7 separate regions of the Mus musculus genome follow, and all the other regions are linked to region 1. The links are chromatin contacts, called in public HiCAR-type, HiChIP or PLAC-seq and promoter capture Hi-C maps. All regions are on one chromosome and are shown on one strand. Each heading gives the region's core, a stretch centred on a gene start, on an enhancer-like site or on the middle of the called end of the contact. The rest is flanking DNA. Distances are from core to core; before and after follow the strand shown. Region 1 holds the start of Fbxo46 (F-box protein 46). Region 2 holds the start of Inafm1 (InaF motif containing 1). Region 3 holds the start of Sae1 (SUMO1 activating enzyme subunit 1). Region 4 holds the start of Npas1 (neuronal PAS domain protein 1). Region 5 holds the start of Arhgap35 (Rho GTPase activating protein 35). Region 6 holds the start of Strn4 (striatin, calmodulin binding protein 4). Region 7 holds the start of Dact3 (dishevelled-binding antagonist of beta-catenin 3).

Region 1 (3,576 bases), core at 504-3,003:
CTGGTAGATCGCTTGCCTAGCATGCACAACACCCCGAGTTTGATCCCCAGTACAGCATAAACCAGGCATGGTAGTGCACATCTATAATCCCTGAAATCAGGATATGGAGACAGGAGGATCAGAAGTTCAAGGCCACCCTCAGCTACACAGTTTTTAGTTGAGTCCCTGTCTCAAAACAACAACAAATAATATCTGGGCACCAGTAGTGATAAACCTCAGCACTCTGGCTCCTGAGGCGGGAAGTTCAAGAGTTAAGAGGCCAGCCTGAGCTACACAGCAAGTCCCAAGACAACACATGTGTACTATATGCACTTAGTCTAAGCACTTTCCAAACATTATCTCCCTAAACTCTCTAGCCTACCAAGGTTATGGATCTCATTTAATAGCTGGACAGATTTCCAAGCTCAGGTCACAGAAAAGACTTAAATCCTATCTGACAGTTGTTCTGGCCGGGTGTCTCCACCAAAGCAGATTCTGACCCAAATTGCAATTGTACATTTACCATTTAATGTTGGCTGACATGGAGAAGATTGCTTAAACTCTCCGTGCCTCTACTTGCTTCCTGTGAAATGAAGATCTACACTTAAGGCACCGCCTGAATCCAGTGAGTTAATACACACACAGCTGAAACCGAACCTGGGCATTTCTTAGAAAAAGATGCTAGCAATAAAGGGGTAGGGCTGGGGACGGGGGTGTCCCCTGCATAAACTGTGGTGTACATAGGCTATTGTCAGGTTTTGAGAAAATGTCTGGGGGGCTGGACTGAAGAATAGGAAATCTTTTAACAACTTGAATCCAGTCAACATTCCTGGGACGGGAGCTTTCCACCAACAGCTTTGACGCTGGGACTTAACTTTCCTAACAAAAATATCAATTTTTATGGAACCTCCCTTTAGCTATCTTCAGAATGGCCTGCTTGTTCTCACCATACATATAAGGTCACAAGAGGGTTACAGAGAGACCTGTGCAGGTCACAAAAGAGAATAAGGAACCTGAAAGCTGGACTGCCCACACAAACCACTATATCTAGATACGACCGGGGCTAGAAGGGTGCTAAAGGTTGTCTCTATGGACCCCATCTGGTCATATCAACCCAGAGTTCTGTGGCTGTCCAGTTTATTGGTAGTTTTTGGTTAGATTAAGACACGATATTGACAGCCACGCTCCTAACTCACGCACCCTACAACGCCTCCTGGTCCTAGAAGCTAACCTGGACCATCGATGACTTCTACCTCCCATCTCTTCAACTGGCCTTGCCGCCCCACCTCGCAATCCCGCAACCCAACCCAATGCATCCGTGGTTAGCCTCTCCCTTCACTCATTTATCCCGGACTCCTATGCCTTTCCATATAACCAGGCTAACTAACCTCCCTCGAAATTACCCACTCAGGGTCTCTGATCTATTCAGCCAGGACTCCAACTCCGCGCCTCACTCCTCCAGCTCCCAATCCCCTTGATAGCTGATTCCAAAGCTCGACTCTCTCCACCTCCAAGACCCCTCCCTAGCCCCCATTCTTCTACTTCCTCGGGCTCCCGTTCCTCTCAATCCCCACCCACAGTGATCTCCCCACACCCAGCCCTTTCTTTAGCCTCAGTTTGCTTCCTCTCGAACCCAAGTCCTGAACACCCCGCTCATACTCTCAAGCACCCGCAGGACCCAGCTTGGGGCTCTCACCATCTCCCCGCGCTGCAGCTCTCCCGACTACGCGGGTTTCCCCCACTCGCTCCTCTCCAGCCTCCCCTTCCGGGTTCTGGCCCCGAAGCCCACTGGGAATTAGAGTACGGGCGGCCATGGACTACAGCTCCCAAGATGCAATACGGTAACTTGGAGGTGGAGTAGGAAACAAACTAGGCGGGCTGAGAGACAGAAACTCTAATTACCAGGAGGCTAAGGGCACACTAAAATACGCAGGCGCAGAAAATTCTCCCGCGAGGGTATCTGGGAAATAGAGTCCAGCCGCCTCCATTTTGGCCCGAGGCCCTTGAAAAGAGAATCGAGGCTACTTCAAAGGGACGTTAGCGAGGGATGAAGAGTTTAGGAAGAACAACTTTATTGATTTATCATGTTAGTTGACAAATAATTAATAATATATGAGTTTTCCCAAACTTTCTCTCCCATTTCTCACCTTCATCTCACTCCCCACACTTGCCTACCACCACCTCCTAATTGGCAAATAAAGAAAACAAGATATCGAAGTGAGGAAAAGCCCAGGCACTATGTTCACATCACAGGTAGAACAGAGCCTCCAGAAGGGCAGGAATCTTGGCAGCATTTCCAAAATGTACGGTTTGAATCTGCCGTGGTGGCACACACTTTTAATCGCACCATTTTGGACGCCGAGGTTAGTGTACCTCTGTGAGTTTGAGACTAGCCTGGTCAAGGGTATGAGACGCTGTGTCAAAAAATAAAGATGAAGCTGGAAAGACTACTCAGAGGTTAGGAAGACATCGCTCTTGCAGAGAATTTGCATTTGCCCCTGAAGATGCCCCTAGAAGCCCCTGTCTAAAACTCCAGCTCTAGGGGCATCTGATGCCTCTGGCATCTGGGGACACCTGCGTGCAGTATTCCTCCCCCCCACCCCCCCAACATGTATACCTAGTTAAAACTAAAATGCTTTTTAAAAATAAATTGTGTAGTTTGTAACCTGAGTTACAAGGTAGTGCATTCCTTGCGTTCCAGACAGACCTGAGACAAAACGGTTACAAGTAGTAGGCAAGCCTGGGCTATATAGCAAGACTGGATCCACACTCAGACACTAAAGGTTACTTTGTTTGCAGCTACAGGAACTGGCATTTCCATGGGGTCTACAAAGCCTCGTTTCAGGGAAAGGTGGCGAAGTTAGCCGCCTGAACAAGGTACTTGACACACAGTGGTCTTTAAGCAGATGCGCCCTAAAGCGAAAGGGTCGGATGGGGACACAGGAGGGCCAGCAGGGGGAGTACAGACACCTCGCGCTTGCGGACACCTGGCAAATCCTGCTGGGGTCTGAGGTAAATAGGTCAGGGGGCGGGGCAAAACAGAGGGCGTGGCCTGAGGAAAGGGCGGGTAATGGAGCAAGAGCTGATTGGCTGATGCTGCGAGCGCGGGAGCGGGAGCACGTGTCGGAGCTGTGGCCCGTGCCCTGCCCCGGGTGCGCGTGCGCACTCGCCGCACTGCCCTTTTCCAACGCTCCTCTGCTCGTGCCTGGCACCGCGTGGCGGGAACGTGGAGGGGGCGTGGCCTCGCCTCAGGCGCTCTGGTGCCTTCGCGCCACAGCCTCGCGCCCTGCCATTCTTCGCTCGGTCTGCGCGTCGGGAGGCACGCGGTCTGCATCCCTGGGACCCCGCGAGCCGCGGGAGCCGCGCGAGCCGCTGCCGGAGCCTTCAGACTGTCGAAGCGTGAGCCCAGTGCCAAAGCAGAAGTCGAGGCTTAACGCCATATTGCAAATCTTGAGGTGAGTGCTGGTGACCAACGGGTGTGGGGCGGCAGACGCCCTGGCTCTAGCTGGCTTGAGGTAGCGGGGAGATGGTGAGGAGTCGTCAGAGTCACACCCTGCGGCCGTGACCCCCTAGGGAGCTCTAGGTCGGATGGAGAGG
Region 2 (3,576 bases), core at 544-3,043, 2.8 Mb after region 1:
CACTTCCTTAAATGACACCCACCCCACTGTGTCCTTGAACCCCCTTGCTCCCCTCATATGGAGAGACATTTGGAAAAGGAGGGGCTTGACTGAGCCTCCCCTTCTCCAGGAGGTGACCAGCCACCCCTTGCCTCCTTGGAGAGCGGGCCCAGCTTGGCAGGAACCCCGAAGTCTTCTGAAGAAGAGGGGCCTGAGGCATCTCCAGGTGGGATGCATGAAGCTGGTGGAGGTGGGTGGCCTGCTTGCCTTCCTTGGGGAGGGAAGGGCTTGGGGATAGAAAAGGAGTGGGTCCTGTGAGGGCTTAGAACAGGGCATGAGCTGAGTCAGGTGCTGTGCTGGGTTTGGCCTGGAGTCAAGCCTTTGGGGTGCAAAGGGTGGGCCCTAAGGCCCCAGCCAATAGAAATTGTGAATAACTTTGAACGCTGGGCAAGGAAGAAGTTGGGCTCAGGGAAGGAGCTAAAAGTGGGATTTGAAATCTGAATATTCCCAGAGGTAAGAGGGTGACGCGATAGGATTTTGAGCTTGAAACTGGATTTTGGTTAGAGATCCTGTAAAAGTAAAACATGGTTAATTAAAGGTAGGAACGACTTTAACTAATGAATGAGCCGGCTCTTAAGACTTATCTGAAGGCAGGGTTAGCGGTTTTGGGTCAGACCATAGTGGGATTTTAGATCCCACGTAGTAGAAGCAAGAGACTGATCTTGGTCACTTTAACGTGATCAGCCAGGTTACTGCTTGTGTTCATCTTTTAGTTCCCCTGCAGTAGAATAAGATGTGGAGCAGAGGCCAGGAAAGGCTGTCAAAGGAATAGTGAGAGTGGAAGCCAAGGACATCTTCGGAAAGGGGCCAGGCCAAACAGGATAGTTTGGGGTCCTGGGAGGAGTGGATGAGCTCATTACACTAGCACTTCCCAGTAGTCAACAGGGTTAGATTGGAGGGGCTCCTGCTTCAGGGGCCTCCTGAGGGTCGAGTAAGCTGGAGGCCAAGTTGTAGGTGGGTTTGACTGAGGTGCGGGATAGGGTGGGTCGGGCAGGCTGGTCCTCCATTTACCGCTTTTTGTCTCCTTAGAGGTGGGCCCCGAGGGCCAGGAGACGGCGGAGATCACAGACTTCCAGAGGGTGCGTTTCTGCAAGGTGGTGGCGGCTGCTCCGCCGCCGGGGGCTGCCCGCTGACAGCGCCAGCAGACCAGGGTGCCTCGCTCTGTACTAACCTTCAGCTCCTCTGCTTCTGCTACACTCCGTCCAGGCCAGGGTTAAACTTAGTGGGGGAGGAAGCAGGTTAGCAACGAGCCCGGCCCGAGGGGAGTCTTCTAAATTCGCTGAGGACCCAGTGGTGCCAGTCCGACCGCACTCGTCTGGTCGAACCCTCGGAGTCAGTCCCTGTGAGGCCTGGGTGTGCAGGAACCTGCAGCTAGGGATTGAATTAAACGCGTGCTACCGCCAACCTTTGAACTGTGCTGCTAGCTGATCAGGCTAGGCTGCTGTGCTTGGCTGGCGGAAGAGGCGGGACGAGAGTGCTCCTCTCATCCTCACACCTCTCTCCTCCCACCCCGCAGGCCGTCTCGCAGTCCTGAAGATGCTGCTGGGAGGGGCGGCAGCGCAGGTTTGCCTGGCTCCCAGGCTGGCTGCTCTCCTCCCTGCAGTCCACCCTGGATCCCTCGCCTCTAGGGAACAGAAGTTTACGCTGGTGCGGAGTTGCTGGGGAAGGGGCCAGCAGGGGTGATGGAGGGAACTGGGTCTCGGAACTCTCGTAGTAGTCCAGGGATGTGAGACTGGGAGGGCCGGGGCCGGGGCTCGGTGGGCGGGGCTAGCGTTCAGAAGCTCCGTAGGCCTCCGGCTTCAACAGAGTAGGAACCTTAGCTCCGGCGGGCAGAGGGATGCTAGTGTGCAGAGCTGCAGTCGGTCGAAGAAGGAAGGGGTTCGATTAGCGCGGAGAGGGCTGAGGTAGAAAACAGGAATAGGCGGTTGGAAATGTGACAGCTAGGGCGGGAGAAGAGCGAGTGGGCGTGGCCTTGAGGGGGTAGAGCTAAGAAATCTTGATAGTGGTGGGTCAGAGGCGGTAGGGGCGTGTCTAGGATGTAGCTGAGCTGGGGGGGGGGTGCTGTCTGACAAGGCGTGGTCCTGGAAGGGGCGTGGCTTGCTTGAGGCGGTCCTGGGGTGGGGGCGGGGTCGGTGCAGGCTGAGTGGGCAGCGCGATGCGGGGCTCGAGCTGCGTGGGCAGTGGTGGCGAGAGCCCGGGTGGTACGGGGCTGAGCGAGGGTCCCCGTGGCCGATGGCTGCGGCTCGCCCCTGTCTGCGCCTACTTCCTGTGTGTGTCCTTGGCCGCTGTGCTGCTTGCTGTGTACTACGGGCTCATCTGGGTTCCCACGCGGCCGCCTGCGGGCCCCGCCGACCCCCTGCCCAGCGCTGCGGCCGCTCCGTGTGCTCGAGCAGCACCGCCCGCCCCGCCTCCGGCCGCACCCGCATCCTGTTTGCTTGGGGCCTCCGGCGGGCCACGACCGCAGCCAGGACTGCCACGGAGTCGCCGCCACAGTCGCCGCCCAGCTCCGGGAGCGACGCGGGAGACCGCGCGCCGAGCGCCTGGATAGTCTGGCCCGCCCCCACCGTGGCCTGCGTCTGTCTATCTGCACCACCGGGCCTCGCCTGCGCGGCGCCGCCTCTCTCCTTGCCGCGGTCCTGATCCTGCCCGACCTTATTCCACCTTGCTCCTTCCCGGGACTCAGCGCTCATCGGCAATAAACTCCAGCCTCAGCTGGCTTACCTGGTCTGTGGTCGTTGGCCTCGGCCGCTGGTCCCTTCTAGCTCCGTGGCCGCGCGGCCTTAAAGGCTTTCCTCTCTCATTGCTCACATGTAATTTTTGGGTTGGAATGGGGAGAAGCGGCTTGCCAGTTTTCGGGGCCATTGAAGGTCAGATACTGTAAAGGCCTTACCAGTTTTCGGGGTGTCATCTCGTATAGCTTCGGAGACAGTGGTGCGTGCTGGAAACTGCAGTTGGTATAGTTTGCAATGGCAGGGGTAGAGGATGTCACCCGTAAGCTAGCTTGTCCTGGTTTGGGTGGTGACATTTGCTGCTTTGGAAGTGTGGAGCATATAGCTGAACCAAACCAAAACTGGTCTGCATTGCTGTTGGTGCCATGTTGAGACTGGTGTAGCTTCTGATAAAGAAGTCATGCGATTGAGTCCATTTTCCCTTACCCATGACTGTGGCTTGGCCGTAGGCAGGCCTGGGATATACTCTGCTGGCCAGCTGCAAGAAGGGGTTTCCTTTATGGCCTGCCTTCCCCCTAGGCTGGACAGCATCAGGAACCTGAGGCCTCTTGTCAGATGGGAGTGTTACCTGTCCTGCTGGTTCCCTTCTGTCCTACCAGCATCCCCCACGGGATGATGTACAGCAATGTACTTAAATCTCTCTGGTCTTGTAAAAGGAAGACAACACATTGTTGCTCAGAATTAAACTAGTGATCGAAACCTGAGAACAGCGTTGGTTTCTGCTCTGTCTCCACTTTGTCCTTCAGCCCTTTCAGAGAGTCACAGCCTGTATCCCTGGGCATAGCCTGTCAGCTCAAAGACTGCACAC
Region 3 (3,576 bases), core at 461-2,960, 2.7 Mb after region 1:
GGCTCAGCGGTTAAGAGCACCGACTGGCTCACATCCCTTTTTCATTGCAGCATATACCAGGCTGGGGGAGTCTGTCTTTGCTTCCTATCTCTAGGTGTGAGTGCTGGGATTGAAGACATGCTGACTACCAAATCTGGCTTTCTAAAGAACCAAATTTAAATCCTCACATTTGCAGTCCACTGGTTGGTCTGGAGCTGCTATGTAGATCAGCCTAGCCTCAACTCACAGATCCACCTGCCTCTGCCTTCCAAGTGCTGCTATTAAAGGCATATTAAAGGCATGTGTAACCATACTGGGATTTATTCTAATTTTTTTTTTTTTTGAGGTAGAGTCCTGCTATGTGGTCCAGACTGGCTTTGAACTCTGTTTTTTTTTTTTTAAAGATTTATTTATTATTATATCTTAGTACATTGTAGCTATCTTCAGACACACTAGAGGAGGGCATGTGGTTGCTGGGATTTGAACTCAGAACCTTTGGAAGAGAAGTCAGTGTTCTTAACTGCTGAGCCATCTCGCCAGCCCCAGCTTTGAACTCTCTCTCTTTTTTTAAAGATTTATTTATTAATTTTATTTATGTGAGTGCACTGTAGCTGTCTTCAAACACACACCAGAAGAGGGCATCAGATCCCATTAGAGATGGTTGTGAGCCACCAGGTGGTTGCTGAAAATTGAACTCAGGACCTCTGGAAGAGTAGTCAGTGCTCTTAACCACTGAGCCATCTCTCCAGCCCCAGCTTTGAACTCTTTTTTGTTTGTTTGTTTGTTTGTTTGTTTTTGTTTTTTGAGACAGGGTTTCTCTATATAGCCCTGGCTGTCCTGGAACTCACTCTGTAGACCAGGCTGGCCTCCAACTCAGAGATCTTCCTGCCTCTGCCTCCAGAGTGCTGGGATTAAAGCTCTGGGCAGCCATCATCACCCAGCATCAGCCTTGGTTTTTGACCCAGGATATCTTCATTGGGATATGGGTTTGTTGGTTAGATAAGTGTGGGTCTGAGCAAGGCCCAGAAAACCTTCTCCCAAGTGCTGGGATTACAAATCTGCACTACAAATTTGTTTGTTTGTTTGTTTTGTTTTTGTTTTAAATAGGAATATAGATATTAAACTCAGGCAAGCACTTTACTGAGCCATCTTTTCAGTCCTTGACGGTTTTGAGACAGGATCTCATTCGTAGTAATTCTCCTACTTCAGCCTTGTGAAGGCATGAATGCTGGGATTACAGGCACGAGCTCATAAATTTAGGTTTGCTTCTGTTAACAGGATCTCATGTAACCCAGGCTGGCCTTTAACTTTTGATTCCTTTCACTTATTTTTGTCCAAAAGCTGTGATTACAGGCATAGCCCACCATGATCAATTTGAGTCTTGCATCTTACATAAGGATTTGAGAATGTGTCAGGAGAGGAGAGGGCAGAGAGGAGTCCTTCCTCTTTTTCTGTCCAGGAGGAAAGTCTAGCTTTCTTTTGTTTTATTTTTTTCGCCTCAATAGGTAGTGAGCTCCATGTGTTGTTATTTTAAAGTAGTATCTTTATTTCACCACACCATCGATGCTGGAATCCCGGTGACAACTCGATCCAGATCCGCTTCATAAATGACCGCGTGGACATCCTCGAGGAATCAAAACACCCGCCACTTTTCTTTTTTTTTCTTTTTCCTCTCCGGGATTGATTGGCGTCTCCATCACGTGATGGGGCAGCGAGCGGGCCTTGGAGTCTTCGGTATCCACGTGGTCTCCCGCAAAGCACGGAGGTGGCACTGCGCAGGCGCGGCTCTCTGCGCAGGCGCAAGCGCGTCCCCGGTGCACGGACTCGCTGCTGGCGGTTAGCGAGAGCGGGAGCGGGTGAGCTGAAAGCCGGCGCCATGGTAGAGAAGGAGGAGGCTGGCGGCGGCGGCGGCGGTGGCATCAGCGAGGAGGAGGCAGCGCAGTATGACCGACAGATCCGCCTGTGGGGACTGGAGGCCCAGAAGCGGTGAGGGGCGCCGCGGGCATCCTGCGGGCCGGCGTGTGGGCCCTGAGGGAGTGGGTGCGGCCCTGTTGTGGAGCGGAGGCGGGATTGCTGCACTTGGGTTTCCTAGTGCTTCAGAACTGACGAATGGACGGTGTTTCTGCAAAGTACCGGAGGTGGAGATGTCCCCTGTGTAGTATTGAGAGTGTCCTTGGAGGAGGCGGGGGAGAGGGAGGATTTGAACTTGAGGCTCCCTCGGTGTCAGTACCTGGTGATGGTGGGATTTAGGTGAGGCTTGTAGGGTCTAAGTGGGGTGAGCATTAGTGCAAAATAGGGGGGTGGCGGGCTGAGCTCATTAATTTCTATGCATGGGAACCTGTGTTGGACGCCCTGGGGACTTGACAAACCCCACAGGCTCCTCTAGAGGAGTGCTTGAGGGCAAGTCCTGACAAAGGGACCCCTGGAGAGGCGCAGAGTGGCCCAATTTATTCAGCACACAGCTACAGACGTTGGGTTGTTTGTTTGTTTGTTTGTTTTTCTTTCCCCTTCCCCCAGACCAGGTTTCTCTCTGTGGCCCTGGCTGTCCTGGGCCTCGCTCTGTAGACGATCTCAAACTCAGAGATCTGCCTGCTTCTGCATCCCGAATGAGTACAGGGATTAAAAAGGCACGTGCCATCACGCCTGGCTTCCTTAACATATTCAAGTTATAAATTATATTTTGTGGGGATATGGTTGTTCATATTTTTAATTCTAGTACTCCTGAGGCAGAGGCAGGAGTATGTCTGTGAGTTCGAGGTTAGTCTGAGCTATGTAGTTCCAACACAGCCAGGGCTACCACAGTGAGATCCTGACTCAAATCAAAACAAACTCCAAAGGTAATTGTTTTTATAGCTTAGGCTGGCTTTGAACTTGCAGAGATCTTACTTGTCTTAAGTGCTGAGATAAATACATGCATCATCACACATTGGCTCCCTAGGCATTTTTGGGGGGAGCATTTTTTGGGGGAGAGGTTTTAGAATTTTATGTTTTGACTTCTCTGTACGTTTTCCATGGTGTTGATGTGGATGCCAAAGGACAACTTTGTGAAGTCAGTTCCTTTATGTAGATTTTTGAGGTCTAAACTCAGGTTGCCAGGTGTCCCCCAGGCATTTGAGACAAGCACTTTACTTGGTGAGGCATCTTACTTGGGCTCCTTGAGCATTTTTTATTGAACTAAATAGGCTCCTTCCCAACTTGAAGCTTATGTTTTGATGGGGACTAAGAGCAATATTCATAAATAATAAAGTTCCATAGTGATAAGGCTCTAGGGTAGTGTCGTACATACACCTGACATTGCAGCACTTAGGAGGCTGAGGATGGAGGAGTGGGCTCAAAGTTAATCTTCAGTACAGAGTAGTTCAATGCCATCGTGAGTTGTACAGGGACACCTAACCTCAAAAACCAAAACACGGGCTGGTGAGATGGCTCAGTGAGTAAGAGCACCTGACTGCTCTTCTGAAGCTCCGGAGTTCAAATCCCAGCAACCACATGGTGGCTCACAACCATCCATAACGAAATCTGACACCCTCTTCTGGAGTGTCTGAAGATAGCGACAGTATACTTACATATAATAAGTAAATAAATACAATCTTAAAA
Region 4 (3,576 bases), core at 657-3,156, 2.6 Mb after region 1:
GCCTGTAATCTCAGTGTTTGGGAGAGGGGATGAGGAGGACCAAGAGCTCAAGGCCAGCCTGGGTTAAGTGAAACCGTGTCTCAAAAAAAAAAAAAAAATTAGAAGCTAAATTAAGATGTGACAGTAAGCCAGGCAGTTGTGGCACATGCCTTTAGTTCCAGCACTTGGGAGGCAGAGACAGGCAGATTTCTGAGTTCGAGGCCAGCCTGGGCTATAGAGTGAGTTCCAGGACAGCCAGGGGCTACACAGAGAAACCCTGTCTTGAAAAACAAACAAACAAACAAACAAAAAGATGTGACAGTAAGACTTGGCAGTAGTGAGGATGCTCCTACACTCAGGCAGGAAGCCTGTATCAGGTTCATGTCAGCCCTCTCCTAATTAGGGGCTAGTTATCTGGAAGGCCTGTTATTTCCAGGATGCTCTACCACCTTGCTGAATCCCCAGACTTTCAGTTATTTCTTTGTCTTTTGTTTGTTTGTTTGGGGGATTTTTTTTGTTTGTTTTTGTTTTTGTTTTTTGAGACAGGGTTTCTCTGTGTAGCCCTGGCTGTCCTGGAACTCACTCTGTAGACCAGGCTGGCCTCCAACTCAGAGATCTGCCTGCCTCTGCCTCCCGAGTGCTGGGATTAAAGGTGTGCGCCACCACTGCCTGGCTGTTTGGGAGATTTTGTTGTTTGATTTTTTTATTTGTTTTTGTTTTTCAAAACAGACTTTCTCTGTGTAGCCCTGGTCGTCCTAGAACTCACTCTATAGAGCAGTCTGACCTCGAACTCAGCGGCTTCTTTTTACATTCTGTGAGTGCGTGTTGGGGTGGGGGGTCCTCACGTGTGTCAGGGGACAACTCAGGGAATTGGTTCTTTTCTTCCACTGTGTGTGTTCATGGAATCAAGCAGGCCATCTGGGCTGGTGGCAAGCCATTTACCCATGAGACATCTTGCCAGTGCCTGTGTGTGCTCACACGCATTCCATGGTTGCAGCCCATGTGGAGGTCAGAAGGCAGTCTCGTCTCTTCTCGCCTTGTTTGAGACAGTCTCCTGTCAGGTAACCAGGCTGGCCTGCCAGCTTCCCAGGGCCCTCTTGCTGCGCACTGTCGGACTGCTGGTGTGACAGACACACAGCGGGACTACCTTAGACTTTGTGTGGTTTCTAGGGATTTGTACCCAGGTTGGCCTCACACTCTTCCGCCACAAGCTTTATGCTCTGGGCTGGCCATTCTCCCAGCTCAGCCACACTTTAGTTTTTGAGACAGGATCTCCCTCTGGATCCCAGACTGCATTCATTTTATAGCCCAGGCTTGACTCCAACTTGTGCAATCCTCCTGCCTCAGCATCCCAAGTGCTGGGCTTAACAAGTGAGTGCCACCACATCCCGCTGTTTCCCCATTCTCACTTATAAAGGTGGGTGCCCACAAGTTGGGGCTCTAGTTCCAATGGGAGGCATAGAGACAAGACCTTGGGGCCCTGGGCTATATCGTCCCCTTAACAACCAAGACCTGGGTAAACGAAGGAGTCAGGTGCCCAGGCCACGACCTGACCTTAATGGAGTCTGGCATCCTGGAATTCTCACTTGGGAAGAGAGATTGTGAAAGGCCCCGATTTACATCTCTAGAAGGGGCACTGATGTCCGAGTGTCCTTTCCTACTGAACTATGGTGCAGATTGCCCCAAGAGTTCCAAGGGGTGGCTGGGGCGCCGGGGGGAGGGTTCTATAACTGAAGATGGCGATCGTGGTGGGACTCCAGGGTGGAGAGGCTGGCAGAGCTTCCTGATGTGGTCAAACGGTGAGGATACTCAGACACACCAGGCCAACACTATCCCAGATAGTTCCCGGAATGGGAACTATCCAGCAGGCAGGGGCCGCTGTAGGCGGGGCGAAGACAGGCACCGCCCCTCGCCGCCGCTGTCCGTGGTCTCAAAGTCTGCGAGGCCGCCGTGGGCGCCGAGAGCCGGGCTCCCCAGCCCGCGCGCCCCGGGGTCTATGGAGCGGCCCCTCCACGCCACCCAGTGGACCCCACGCCGCGCCCCGAGCACGCCCAGCGGCCAGGTAACCATGTCGGGAGTCCTGCGGGTGCGGGACGCCTGAAGGTTTGGCGGGAGGAAATGGGGACTTCTGGGTCCTGCTGGGATGCGAGGCTGAGAGTCTTGGTAACCTGGAGGCCACGGCATCCGGACACCTATACCGCCGGGATCCAGAAAGTGGTGCATGGTTGTTGGGGTCCTGGTCACAGAGGCTCAGGGGACTGATTAGACGTCAGCGCGTTTTGGGGAGGCTTGGAGGCCACCTGGATGCTGGGGACATGGTCGGCCTGGACGCCTAATCGTGAAGAGGAAAGAACCAGATGGACACGTCCCTGGCTCTAAAGGATCTGGATTCCAGTACCTGGGCCCCGAGTGTCGCGTCCATCCTGGAGTGACCAGCGGTGTCATAGACCAGGGTCTTACGCCCTGGTCTTTAGGGAGGAAGTTGTACATTAGGGATATTTAGCAACCGGGTCAGGTGGCGCCACCCCGAGGGGCTTGAGTGCTTCCTGGGCAGGACTTGGGGTGGGGTCCCTCTGTCCTCCCTGCCTCCTTAGCCCAGGCTAGGAAGTGGGTGTAGCTGCAGACCTGGGGAGTGGGACTCTGGGGATAGCTTTGGGGAACAGGTCCTTCGGGTGCTGGGAGCTATGGGGGGGATGGAGCCCAGAGCGTCTGGGCCCCAGCGAGGAGCCCGCCCCAGCGCAGCTTGGGCATGCTTGGCACGCAGCGCGCGGGCCGGTCCGATCCGTATGCGCGCCGCGTGCGCCCATTGGTATGCGGGAGCCGGCCCGGCGCGGGCGTGAGGCGGGCGCGCTGGCGGGCCGCGCGGGGGAGGCGGCGGCGGGGCACGTCCTCACCCGAAGCGCCAGGGTGGGAACCGCGGCTTCCCAGGAAGGGGAAACTGAGGAACGCATCTAAGGCAGCTCCTGGCTTGACCCTTGGGCACACGCACGCACCTCAGTTTCCCTGGACGTTCTTCCTCCAGGGAACTGAGCCCCACCTGCGACTCCTTCGCACCTGAATTCCCGAGTCCCCGTCGAGATGGCGACCCCCTATCCCAGAAGCGGTGGCCGAGGTGAAGTCAAGTGCGGGGGCGGCCGTGGAGCCGGCGTCCCCTGGGATTTCCTGCCTGGGCTGATGGTCAAGGCCCCGCCCGGACCCTGGTGAGCAAATCTGCCCCTGAATGGCCTCTCCCCCGAAGGCGTGCGGGGGTGGGGGGCTTCACAGCCTTTCAGATGACATTCATCCTCTGGCCTGTGCCCTGACCCATATCTAGACTTCCGTCACCCTCACTTATTGCTGAGTTCTGTTTTTAGTCCCCCAGCTGCGAATTCACCCCGACATTCTCAGGCTAAAGAGAAGGTTCTGTCCCCAGCCCCGTGGCCTGACATCCCAACTGAAGCAGGAGGCTCGCCAGTTCAAGGCTAGCCTGGACAAATAAGAACTTATCGCAAAAGGCAAAAACATTAGCCGGGCGTGGTTATGTACGCCTTTTATCTCGGTGCTCCGGAGGCAGAGGCAAGCTTCTCTCTACAAGTTTAAGGCCAGCCTGGTGTACAT
Region 5 (3,576 bases), core at 368-2,867, 2.5 Mb after region 1:
CTCTTCAGCCCACACCACAAGAACCTGCCCTCCTAACAAACTTTAATGAGAGGCTTCATTTGTTGGGGTGTTTTAAAATTTGAGCACATGTAAACTTTTTTTTCAGAATATGAAAATTCATTACTGTGTTTCCACTGTAAAATTTTATGATATTGATTTTTCCTTCTTGCCTTTGTAGAGAGCCAAAAGAGACATACATACTGGCTGCCTTAACCACCTTAAAGCAGACTCCAGGAATATCACCCACAGCATGACCTTTTTGACTTCATGAAGTTCTGGCTGCTGGATTTGGTCGAGCCCATGTAATTTTATTTAGCAATGCTTACTGCGTACTCAATACGTGTAGGTCACTCCTTTACACCCCACCCTCATTTAGAGACACAGTAGTTCCCTCTTAACTCCCCTGTTGCTTTCTGATGTTTCAGTTACCGGTGGCTAGGAGGGTCACATCCACATTTCTCTTATTACAGCGTAATATATATTCATCGTTTTTCTATTGTTGTGGGTAATCCTCTGCTAAGAGTAATCCATCAGCTATTATAGATATTAATGTATAAGGGAGATCGCCCATATTTTACTGGGTTCTAGTAGTTCGAGGATTCCCACCATGAATCGTGGCCATAGGGCCTATTATACCTCATTCGATTCTCCAAGCGACCCTTTGGAGTTCAGTATTGTTATCCCACTTTACAGATGAAAAGCCTGGAAAGAAGTGCAAGGCTGGATCGGAAACACGTGCTTCCTTCAGGCATTCCACACTCTGTGAGGCGCCGGGAAAGCCTGTCTTTCACAATCCATCCTTCCGGAGGGCTCCCAGAGGAATACAGAGTTAGAGGGGAGCCCTCTTACATCACCATTCCCCCTGCAAGCACCCAAAGTGACATGTGGTTTGCTGTCATTTGCCCGATGCTGACTTGGGAGACTAGGGCTGCAATGCAGGGCCTGTCCTTCCTCTGCCCGAGACCAAGCACTGGGAGAAATCACCAGTAACTTGTATCAACGCGCCTGGCCCACAGGTTTTTCTTCAGCGCCCGGGAAAGAGCACGTGCCCCCTGTCCCCGCCCACTCTTTTGGGCTGGCCAACGGCGAGCCTGGGTTGGGCTGTGAAGGACCACGCCCCCTTCCCTCGCCCAATTGGTTCACTCGCTGGGTACGCTCCCTCCTTCACAGCCCCGCCTCGCCACCCCACGTTACGTCTGTCCCCCCAACCCCCTCCGTTATCCCGAAGCTGCGGCTCCAGGAGGCGAACCCACCTCCCTCTGCCTTCCATTGGTTAGTGAGGTCCCGCGCGAGCGGGATGGAGCCCTAAGTCCCCGCCCTCACGAGCCGGGCCAAGCCTCTCAGAGATGGCTTTCTCTTGGAGCCGGCGCGGTGTGGGGAGGGGCGGCGGGTACTGCAGCCTGGAACGCGCGACGCCGTGCGCGCCCCCCTTGCGGGCTCCTCCCTCCCTTCGGTGGCTTCGCAGGCTGCAGCCGTCTCTGCGCACGCGCACTCAGCCCACCCCGCGCCCTCCTGTGCCAGTTCGCGGGTGTCCGTCCTCGCGCTGTGTAAATCTGGCGCCGCAGCCGCTGAGGTAGCGGCGTTTTCCTCAGGCGCGCACGCGCACTCGCGCCCTCGGTGTCCGCGCGTGCCTGTCCTCCCGGCCTACGGTCCTCGCGGTGCGCTCGGCCCACAGGGCCGTTATCCACTTCCCAACCCCAGCCCCAGCATCTCTCGCCCCTCAGAAACGCACGCGCACTTGCGAGAGGGTCTCCAGTACGCGCACGGCCGCGGCGGCCGCAGGAAGGAGGCGACAACGCCGCTGCCGCCGCCGCCGCCGCCGCCGCCATTGCGCGGGAGGGAGGGAACGAGCGAGCGAGCGAGGCTGGTCCGCCCTCCCCCTGGTTCCCGCCCCTCCCCCCTTCCCCTCCCCGCCCCCCGCCCCGAGGGAGAGCCGCGGCGCGGCGGGAGGAGGAGGTGGAGGAGGCGGAGGAGGGAGCCCGCGAGGGAGGGTCCGCCCGGCCCCCCGCCGCCGGAGCCGCCACCGCCGCCTCAGCCGCCTCAGGAACGAGTCGCTAGGGGAACATGGCGCCGGGCCCGCCGTCGCTGCGGCTGGGATCGCGGAGGCCGGGGCCGCGCTGAGTGCGCCCCCGAGACTGGTAAGTGTCTCGTAGCTGGCGGAGGGGAATGTGGGGACGGGCGAGGCGCCGGGCGCCGCCCCGCTGCGGGATCCAAGGGTGGGGGGAAAGGCGGGGACCGCGGGGCCCGGAGCCCGCGAACAATGGAGGAGCCGGAGGGGGAGGGGTGGGAGCGCCCCCCCCAGCGCCCCGCGGTCCCCGCGTCCCGGCCGCTGCATGCCCGGGCCCGGCCCGCGCGGCCCGCCTTGCCCTTCCTATTCGCTAGTGTCCCCGCAGCCCTGCAATCCCGGCGTCTGCCTCCACACACGCCCCACCAAACCCGGTGAAGGATCTCGGTGTCTCTCAGCCTCCACTCGAGATACCCGACTCCCAATTCTGAGCCGTCTTCTTTCCCACTTCCTCCCCCACCCCGACCCCCAGTCATACCTACTTCGCCACCTCCTGGAGTCGGCTGTGCTCCTGGGACAGTCTACCTCCTCATTGACCCCTCAGTATCCCCTCTGACGCTCACTTTGAATATCCGTGGCCCTTCTACCTTACCTGTTTTCTGCTAGCATCACTTTTGGGAGGAAATCCCCATTCTCCTTCTTTGGCCTATTTACTGTTATTATCCCTGCGGTAGAACATCTTGCATCCCCAGGAGCTGTCCCTTTAGGACCTGCGGTTCCACCTCCGTGGAGATCCGTATTGGTCTGTTGATACAGGCACTGCTCTACTGCCCTCCCGGTCTTGGCTTTGGACATAATTCCTCCTTGTATTTGGGCCCAACTGCCCCATATTTTGCCGGGTCGCAACACTGAACCTTCTGCACCTCCTAGGATGTCCCTAAGCTCCTTCTCCTACGGTTCTCAGATTCTGATGCGCCTTGCTCGCTTCCTTCCCTTCTCAGTGCTTGCTCCCATTTTGCCATTCAGACCCTGTCCTCTTTTCCAGACCCTTCTGCCTGCCAACTCTGCCCCTGTGCAGGCGCTCTGATCTTGCATGCACTCCCCTGTGGTGCCTGGCTTTTTGCCCTCTTCTTTTTACCCCCTTTTCTGTCCCTTAGGGTGTCTCATTTTTGCCATTTCCTTTAGCAGACCTCTGCCCTAACCCTGACTACTCAGTTGTACTCTCTCTGCACCTCTATTCTCGTTGAGTTTCCTCTCTTTCCCACCTTTATTTCAATGCCCCTCTGCTCTGCTTCATTCATTTGCTCTCTCTCCCCACAAACCCATCACCAGTAAGTTCATCTACACCTAGGACTTGCTGCCTATGTCTTCCTTGCTCCTGGTGTTTCTCTGCACTTTAGATGACTCTGACCCTGATCCTTCACACGCTGCCCATTCTGCCCTTTTCTTCTACCGGCTTTTCCCCTTCATTCTCTTTATTTGGTGCTCTTTCCTCTCTTTTGGAGCTGTCCATTTGTCTACATAGTTTTGAATCGTCTTGAACTTTACTGTTGCTGTCCCTGTCAAAGTGA
Region 6 (3,576 bases), core at 322-2,821, 2.3 Mb after region 1:
GCAGCATCTCAGACGCTCCTGTCTTCCCACTGAATATACCCAACAAACGCCCTAACAGTTCAGGGGTTTCTACCTAACATCCTCAAATCTTTCATAACGGAACTCTAATTCCTTAAAGCACCCAAAATGTCGCTTCCCACTCTCAAGCTCTCCTGGGGGAGCCCAAAACATGTCCTCTACCCTCTCCGTGGTTCCACCCAAACGATCCCAATGTGTCCCTACATTGTAGCCACACGTGCCCAAAGTGTCCTTCTTGGACAGGAGGCCACACACTTCATCCTGGGACCCCTTCCTATCAAGCTTCCTCCCACCTTTCAATTGCTCCGGGCCAGCCACTCCCCCAAGGTACCCCATGCCAGCTTCCAGTCTTCCTCTCTTCACTCCCTGCACCCAGTGGATGTTAAGAGTGTGTCACCCCACTAGACATCTAGTCCATTCCACCCTGACAGCCAGCATCTGGTTAGGATCCGGAGGCGAGGCGTGGCATATTTATTCGCGCAGACCCCATCCACTTTCTCAGCACTCTGTCCCCCGGGAACCCCGAGTCGCATCGCCCAGACAGGCTCTCTGGGCTTGGGCTCGTCACTCCCACTCGCGGCTCCCGGCAGACTCGGCCCTGCTCAGATCCTCTGACCGGTCCCGGCCCGCGTCCGCCCCGAGGCCCCGAGGACCCCGCCGCCGGCCCGTCGCCGGCCCTGCCCGCCCCCTCCCGGCCGTCCCGGCGGCCATTGCTCCAAGATGGCGGCGGCGGCGGCGGCGGGTGAGGCGAGGCCGGGCCGGGCAGGACTGGGGCGGGGAGCGCGGGAGGGCAGCGGTGGCGCTCACCTGCAGCTCGGCGCGCTCGGCCTCCCAGCGGGCCTTCTCGGCTTCGAAGCGTGCCCACTCGTGTTGGATAAAGTGCAGGATCCCCGGCAGGCTGAGGGGCTCCGGGCCCGCCGTAGGGCCCGGGCTGCCTCCGCCGCCACCTCCTTTTCCTACCGGGCCGGGCCCAGGAGCAGGGCTGGAGGCCGGGGCCGCCGCCGTCGGGTTGGGAGCCGTGCCCGAGCCCAGAGGGCGGCAGGAGGAGGCGGCCGATGCGACCGCGGCGGCCGCTCGCTCCTCCATCATGGAGGCCCCGGGGCCGGCCCGCGCGCCCGCTGTACCTCGCGCGCCTGCGCGGACGCGCAGCTTCACACTTCTACACCCCCGCCTCGTGTGCGCGCGCGCGCGCGCTGGGCGGGCGAGGGGAGCGGGGACAAGCACGGGGCTGGGCGCGAGCCTCGCCCACCCACCCGGGTCGACCCCGGTGGTGCGCGCGGGCGGGGGTGCTGACAGGGAGGGGGAGGGACTGCCTCTACGTAGGCAAAGGACCCAGGGTCCCTCGCAATTGTCTCCTTTGCGGTCGAGAGACCAGACCGGACTTTTTTTTCTGCATTCTCCCCAATGTCAGAGTCCTATCCCCTCCAAATGCAAATACACCCCCATCTCTTTCACTTAGTGAAGAAAAAAAAAACAAAAAACAAAAAAGACGACCTGGGGTGGGGAGTGGGCTCTGACCAGAGGAAGTCGGTTGTCATAATAACCCTATCCAATCTGGAGGCCCCTTCCCAGTTTGCATATGTGGAGTCCCAAACCTCTACTATCATTGCACTAGGAGGAGGTTGCTAAGGTAACCCAAGTCCCTGGTGGTTCTTCTGACCCTATCCTCATCAGTTACTATAGCAACCTCCCCTCACCTAGAGCTCAGGTAGAAAAAAGGCCCAGCCCCAAAGACATTCCTCTAAGAGGAATGCCTCTGTCCCACTCCTCCCCCAGCCAACCCAGTTGCCATTACCATGGTAACCATCTCCCCTTCCCTTATGGAAAGTCCATGGATAAACCAACCAGGTGTTTTTATTTAGAAGACAAGTGCTGCTGTGGGACAGTTGCTATGGTTACAGGGCCTGGACCATTTCCAGGGAGATGAGAAACAGTTAAATCCATGCCCTGGTTACTATAACAGGGCAATCTCCCACAGTCTGATGATCCTAGCAATCAGGTCCTGTAAGATAGGGGATGTTTAGGATTAGCTCCAAAGGATGCATGAGTCTAGAGAAGAGGTTGTCATGGTAACAGTTGCTGTCACTTCTGCCCTTCTGGACACCATCATGGAAGAGGGATAGTTATAGCTTACAATTGATGACTCCTACCCACCACATCACTCCTGAGACGACTGAAGTGGTAACCAGGCTTATGGACTTCAAATAGACAAAAGAGTCTGTGACTTCATTAGCTACTTTCACGGGCGGGTAGAATGAAATTGCACTTTGTTGGGAGGGGCTGGCTCATTTGATGCTTTCTGGTTCCTCCCTCAGCAGGGCAGATGACCCAAGGTGAAACCACTCTTCTTGATCACCCTCAGCCTGAAACCTAGGGAGGTAAGAGTCCCTGGATGTCACAGTAATCACATGGGTAACTGCCCTTTCTATGTCCTTAAAGGCTTTCCTGAATGGGTCTCCTTTTTGTACCTACTGTGATTGAAAAGGCTAAGGCTAATTCCAAGTGATGCATACGCTTAGATTTTTTTCATGTGTTTGTTTATTGTGTGCATGTGCATGTGTGGAAGTCAGAGGCTGAGTTGCCGGAGTTGATTCTTTCCTTGTATTGTTTGGGTTCTGGAGACTAAACTCAGGTCTGCCTTGGTATCAAGAACCTGCTGGGCCATCTTTAAACACTGTTTTGTTGTTGTTGTTGTTGTTGTTGTTGTTGTTTTTCTGACAGTCTCATGTAGCCCAGGCTGGCCTCAAACTCAAGCAGTGGTCAAGGATGACCTTGAATTTTCAATCCTCCTGCCTCCACCTCCCAAGTGCTGGGAATACAAGCATTTAACATCAGACTCAGCGTATATAATGTGTGGGGGAAGAAATGGAAAGCTAGTATGAGCTCAGATTCACTCTCTTCCCTGACCACTTTTCCTAGGCAAGGCCCCATGTTACTCACTCCTGCTCCCGGCTGGTCTCCTACCTTACCACTAAGGTGTGCCTGTCTTCTCAGATCTGCAGAACACAGAGGCTGGGGTTGGAGCTGAGGAGACAGCTCGGTTGGTAGAGCGCTAGTGGATAATGGTAGTGTGTGCCTGTGATCCCAGCCCAGCCTTTGCCTTGTAGCAGTGTCATCCCTCAGCTACATACCTAGTGCAAGGTCAACCTGGCCCACATTGAGACCCTGTCTCAAAAACAAACAAACCCAAAACACCCTGGCACAAAGTACCTACTTGTTGATAAGGTGACTTTCGGCTGGAAAGTCACATGCCATATTCAGCTTTAAGACCACCCATCAGCTTAGCTGTAGTGTAAGAGTTGGGATATGTGATTGCAAACAAGAATTAGCTGGGTGGACAGTGGTATACGCCTGTAATCCCAGCAGTCAGAAGGCAAGAGGTTCTTAGTTCAAAGCCAGACTTCAATACTTAGTGAGACCCCCTCTCAACAAAACAAAACAGTTTTTTGGTTGTGAGACAAGGTCTCTGTACACCAGGCTGGTGTCGGAGTCATGGAGATGCCCCTGTTTCTGCCTCTGGAATGCTGGGATTAAGGCAAGTACCATTGGCTTACTGGT
Region 7 (3,576 bases), core at 768-3,267, 2.2 Mb after region 1:
GGGTTTCTGGAATCAGGAGTGACCCCACTTCCTCTTCTGAAAGACCCAGGAGCCCTCAACACCTGAGGTGTTTATATTTAGCGCTTTTCTACTCCTCCATCAGGCAGGCTCCTGTCCCAGCCTTCCACCTCCTCCTCTTTGAGGCCTGGCTGAGAGCCTCTACTGCCTACATTGGGGAAGGGGTGGAGTGTGAGGTACAGGTCTGCTCTCCCATCACCACTTCATGCTAACCAGGAGGACTCAGCACTGAGAAGAGGGGCAGAGAGTGAGGAGGGAGAGAGGCCAGACCACTACTGGTCTGCAGTGGTGCCTTCTCCCACCCTCTTAGTGGACTGGATGGAGGGGTCTGGCAAAGCGCAGGCAGCGGAGGGCAGGGGTAGCGGCTGAACACCTCCCCTCCTCGGTAACTTTTGGAGGGGGCGGGGCCTCCCACAGCTGTTTCTGCTTGGAGAAGAATGTGTAAGGTCTCACTCCCTGCACCGTCAGGCCGGTTGGGGGTGGGGCTGGGCGTCTGGCCTCAGCCCCTTTCCCCATTTCCCATCTGGGGAGGGGGCAGCCGAGGTCAGCAACAGCCAGATCCCCGTCTCCACCCCCACAGCCTCGGCTCAGGTTTCCCTAAACGGGAAGCTCTGACCACACACATGTACACACATAGAGGCTTAGGTACCGGGATGGGATGGGCCAGGGGAGTGGGCTGGGGGAAGGGAAGAGAGATGGAGACAGACATTAGGCAGAAAAACATTGAGGCCTAGAGACAGACCACGACCCCATTTCTAATCTCCTCTGTTTTTGGAAGCTTTACAGGTCTTGGAAGACCATAGAGACAGAGACTGTGTTAAGGAAATGAAACAGAGATGCTGGGGTATGGAAAGGTTGGAGCAACAACCGGAAAGGGTCTCCAGACTCAAGGAGTGATGTAGGGAGGGAGAAAGAGCTGGAGCCTTTTCAATTTGAAAGTCATCATTAGAGTTCCTCGGCGAATCATACTCTCTCTCCCCTCACTCCCTAGCTATCTTCACCTGGCCTCCCCGTGTTACTGAGCCATGGGACCAAGTAGAAGAAAGAAGTGTCATTGGGTTGATCAAAATGCCCCCGGGGGTCCTCAGGGACTGTTCGGGGGTTTCTCAGCAGCCGGTCTCTCTCTCCAGAGGCCTGAAGATTCCCCTTCCCCCACCCCGCCCCCTCCAGGGATCTCCAAGCACCCCGAGACTTAAGGAAAGATGAAGATGGATTCCGGGTAGCGGGGCCCAGAGGGAGGTTATGTTTGAATGCCGGCTGTGTGACCTTGGGTGAGTCTCTTCCTGTCTCTAAGCCTCAGTTTTTTTCTCTGTAAAATGGGGACTTTCAAACCCTCATGAAATAGGAAATCTGTAAGAAGACGAATGTTTGGTTTAACACACACTAGGCATCCAGGACGGTTAACAGGGTCCATGCTGAGTCCAACGGAGGCCGTGCATCCTCCCTATCAGCTCTATTTGGGGGTAGGAAAAGCCAGGTCTCCAGTCTTATCTCTTTCCCCCTGCCTGCTCCCCTACCCTAGGACCGGTGTGCTGAGCATACACTACCAAGACAGACAGACGGACACAGGAGCAGGGAGGTGGGGGAACGAATGGGGGAGGGAGGAATGCATGGATGGACGCACGGACAGGCGACCCCTCACCAGCTGCTCCTCCAGGGCTGCTGCGGCCCTGCGCGCCGCTGCCGCATCCTCGTCCTCCTCGGCGTCCTCCTCGTCCTCAGCCTCGGCGCCCCCCATCCCGGGCTGGGCCAGCCGCAGCGCCTGCTGCACGCGGTACTCCTGCCTCTCTCGGAGCCAATGCAACTCGCAGAGCCCGGCCAGGCTGCCTTCCAACCATCCCCGCAGCCGACCCCGCTCCGGGCTCACCGGGAACGAGAAGGCCCGGATCATGGCTGCGGCCCCCCGCCCCAGCCCGGCCGGGCCCCACGGCCGCCCCTCTCGCCGGTCCCACCTCCCCGCCCCAGCAGCCCGCCCGCCCGCTGGCCGGGCTGTCACCGTCTCATCTGCATAGGCGCCCGCCCATTGGGCCGCCCACCCGCGCCTCATCTACATGACCACGCCCCTGAAGGCACGACAACGACCTACTATTGGTTGTTGCCTTCCGTGACGCAGGGCTCCGCCCCGCCCCATTTTTCCTTAACAACGCATGCCCAGGACTACCTACGGGGGTATCAGACTCGCCACGCCCCTTTGTGCGGCGATCCTGGGGCTGTGGCCACGCCTTCTTTATAATCACAATGAAGCAAGCCCGCCCTTGCTCCAATTTCATTGGTGCCAGTCGCTTGGTTCTGGAGCTGGTTCCGCCCCCTTGCGGGCGAGCGCTGGCTGCCATTGGGCTCTCCAGGTCCAGGGAAGGGTGGTCTATAAATAGAGACTGGATCCACGTGACAGCTCCGCAGCTGCTCTTGCCGCCCCTCCCAAACTTTCAGCTTCTGAGTCTGCGCAGAAGGATCATCAGTGATGATTGAATCCGGATCACGCCTCCTCTTCCAGGCAGCTTTCCCAGACCCTCAGAAGTAAAGCGGATTGAACATCTTACGGTTTGATTATGCTTTTAAGCAGGACCTGTTCAAACCGGCTCTGTAATTCCATCATAGGGGAGGCTGAACCAGGAGGAGAATTGAGAGTTCAAGGCCAGCCTAAACTACATAGTGAATTTCAAGCTAGTTTGGATTACACAGCGAGTTTCTGTCTCATCAAAACAGCACATTTACGGAATTACAAGACCCTGGGTGAAATATTCTATGCTTTGACCAGAAGAGAATCTGAGGTCTTTTTTGTCTTCCAGGTGCGGTGGAGCTGAGTTCCACCAGTCTGAGCTCGCAGGGGCCTTTGTTCACGGTTCTAAGAGGCTTTGTTCTCAGTCTTCTGAGATGCTCTGTTCTCAACGTTCTGAAGTTCTAAATCTGAGCCTGCCTGCTTTCGAAGGCTGCATTCTGCCTCTTCTCACTGGGCAAGCCGGGCTAGCGCCCCCTCACGCGGCCAGCATGTGTCACTACACCCGGTGTGTCGGCAACGTTTGTGAAATAGCCCATTTCTCAGACGGACCTTTGACTCCTTAAAAGCTCAGATCTGGAAGGGAGGATGGGGCCGTAGAATCGCGGTGAGTTCGAGGCCAATCTGGGCTAACTATGACAGCCTGTCATTGAAAGAAAAATATAGTGTGAAACTGTCTTTTATAATGTTTTATGATCATCTGGCAATAACCAACTTTGATGTGGTGAGTCTATGCCACTTTAAGGCAGAGTAACACTAGGAAACGTATTTGGTCTCTCTGTGCTCTTCATCTACATCTAAAAAAAAGTTATTCTGAACGTTTAACAGCATAATTATGTTTTGTTTTGCTTTTTGAGGGTTTCACTAAGTAACCCTGGCTGAACTGTAACTATGTAGACCAGACTGGCTTGTTACTTTCAGACCACCTCTGGGTTGTATCTGACTCCCCCTACTCCAGTGCTCGTATTAAAGGAGTGGGTCACCACGTATAACCCTGTTATTTTTTATTATTTTTTTTTTGGAGTAACAGCTTCTACCACTCATAAAGAACTGAGTCTTGG

Evidence for each region. Promoter capture Hi-C pulls out the DNA fragments that hold promoters and counts their contacts. HiCAR-type assays count read pairs that join an accessible place to other places. HiChIP or PLAC-seq counts read pairs in DNA pulled down with a chosen protein or histone mark. Capture Hi-C pulls out chosen DNA fragments and counts their contacts.
Region 2: a contact with region 1 is called in a promoter capture Hi-C map of adipose tissue, with 5 times the contacts expected there. The contact joins the promoter of Inafm1 here to the promoter of Fbxo46 in region 1. A contact is called at or near these places in 1 of 39 promoter capture datasets (embryonic stem cells), 2 of 115 datasets of contacts at active chromatin or transcription factors (astrocytes and forebrain) and 2 of 9 other capture datasets (adipose tissue and liver).
Region 3: a contact with region 1 is called in a promoter capture Hi-C map of liver, with 4 times the contacts expected there. The contact joins the promoter of Sae1 here to the promoter of Fbxo46 in region 1. A contact is called at or near these places in 2 of 39 promoter capture datasets (hippocampal neurons and liver) and 2 of 115 datasets of contacts at active chromatin or transcription factors (astrocytes and large pre-B cells).
Region 4: a promoter capture Hi-C map of hematopoietic stem and progenitor cells shows a contact between it and region 1, with 5 times the contacts expected there. The contact joins the promoter of Npas1 here to the promoter of Fbxo46 in region 1. A contact is called at or near these places in 2 of 39 promoter capture datasets (hematopoietic stem and progenitor cells and hippocampal neurons).
Region 5: a contact with region 1 is called in an H3K4me3 HiChIP or PLAC-seq map of stem cell-derived neural progenitor cells, with 11 times the contacts expected there. The contact joins the promoter of Arhgap35 here to the promoter of Fbxo46 in region 1. A contact is called at or near these places in 2 of 115 datasets of contacts at active chromatin or transcription factors (embryonic stem cells and stem cell-derived neural progenitor cells) and 2 of 9 other capture datasets (adipose tissue and liver).
Region 6: a promoter capture Hi-C map of liver shows a contact between it and region 1. The contact joins the promoter of Strn4 here to the promoter of Fbxo46 in region 1. A contact is called at or near these places in 1 of 39 promoter capture datasets (hippocampal neurons), 1 of 484 Hi-C or Micro-C datasets (B cells), 7 of 115 datasets of contacts at active chromatin or transcription factors (astrocytes, embryonic hindbrain, embryonic stem cells and 3 more) and 1 of 9 other capture datasets (liver).
Region 7: a contact with region 1 is called in a HiCAR-type map of astrocytes, with 5 times the contacts expected there. The contact joins the promoter of Dact3 here to the promoter of Fbxo46 in region 1. A contact is called at or near these places in 2 of 39 promoter capture datasets (hematopoietic stem and progenitor cells and liver), 1 of 15 datasets of contacts at CTCF or cohesin (stem cell-derived epiblast-like cells), 1 of 484 Hi-C or Micro-C datasets (B cells) and 7 of 115 datasets of contacts at active chromatin or transcription factors (astrocytes, embryonic stem cells, forebrain and 3 more).

What each region holds. Positions count from the first base shown.
Region 1 is chr7:19,118,036-19,121,611 of GRCm38.p6, reverse strand. It overlaps Fbxo46 (F-box protein 46), which reads right to left and starts at 1,753. Exons shown (of 2, transcript NM_175530.3): 1 at 1,676-1,753. Bhmg1 (basic helix-loop-helix and HMG-box containing 1) reads left to right here and starts at 3,268. Exons shown (of 13, transcript NM_001370811.1): 1 at 3,268-3,434.
Region 2 is chr7:16,271,909-16,275,484 of GRCm38.p6, reverse strand. Inafm1 (InaF motif containing 1) reads left to right here and starts at 1,793. Exons shown (of 1, transcript NM_001136270.1): 1 at 1,793-3,472. The coding sequence starts at 2,195. The coding sequence ends at 2,587. It overlaps Ccdc9 (coiled-coil domain containing 9), which reads left to right. Exons shown (of 14, transcript NM_001382411.1): 13 at 110-229; 14 at 1,069-1,443. The coding sequence ends at 1,172.
Region 3 is chr7:16,386,030-16,389,605 of GRCm38.p6, reverse strand. Sae1 (SUMO1 activating enzyme subunit 1) reads left to right here and starts at 1,710. Exons shown (of 9, transcript NM_019748.3): 1 at 1,710-1,965. The coding sequence starts at 1,856.
Region 4 is chr7:16,475,110-16,478,685 of GRCm38.p6, reverse strand. Npas1 (neuronal PAS domain protein 1) reads left to right here and starts at 1,906. Exons shown (of 12, transcript NM_008718.2): 1 at 1,906-2,041; 2 at 3,002-3,179. The coding sequence starts at 3,058.
Region 5 is chr7:16,613,034-16,616,609 of GRCm38.p6, reverse strand. It overlaps Arhgap35 (Rho GTPase activating protein 35), which reads left to right and starts at 1,617. Exons shown (of 7, transcript NM_172739.4): 1 at 1,617-2,138. Gm29443 (predicted gene 29443) reads right to left here and starts at 2,786. Exons shown (of 3, transcript NR_136928.1): 1 at 2,658-2,786.
Region 6 is chr7:16,813,884-16,817,459 of GRCm38.p6, reverse strand. Strn4 (striatin, calmodulin binding protein 4) reads right to left here and starts at 1,571. Exons shown (of 18, transcript NM_133789.3): 1 at 826-1,571. The coding sequence starts at 1,107. Fkrp (fukutin related protein) reads left to right here and starts at 728. Exons shown (of 3, transcript NM_173430.2): 1 at 728-760; 2 at 2,334-2,396.
Region 7 is chr7:16,873,758-16,877,333 of GRCm38.p6, reverse strand. Dact3 (dishevelled-binding antagonist of beta-catenin 3) reads right to left here and starts at 2,017. Exons shown (of 4, transcript NM_001081655.1): 1 at 1,661-2,017. The coding sequence starts at 1,909. 9330104G04Rik (RIKEN cDNA 9330104G04 gene) reads left to right here and starts at 2,448. Exons shown (of 2, transcript NR_152128.1): 1 at 2,448-3,122.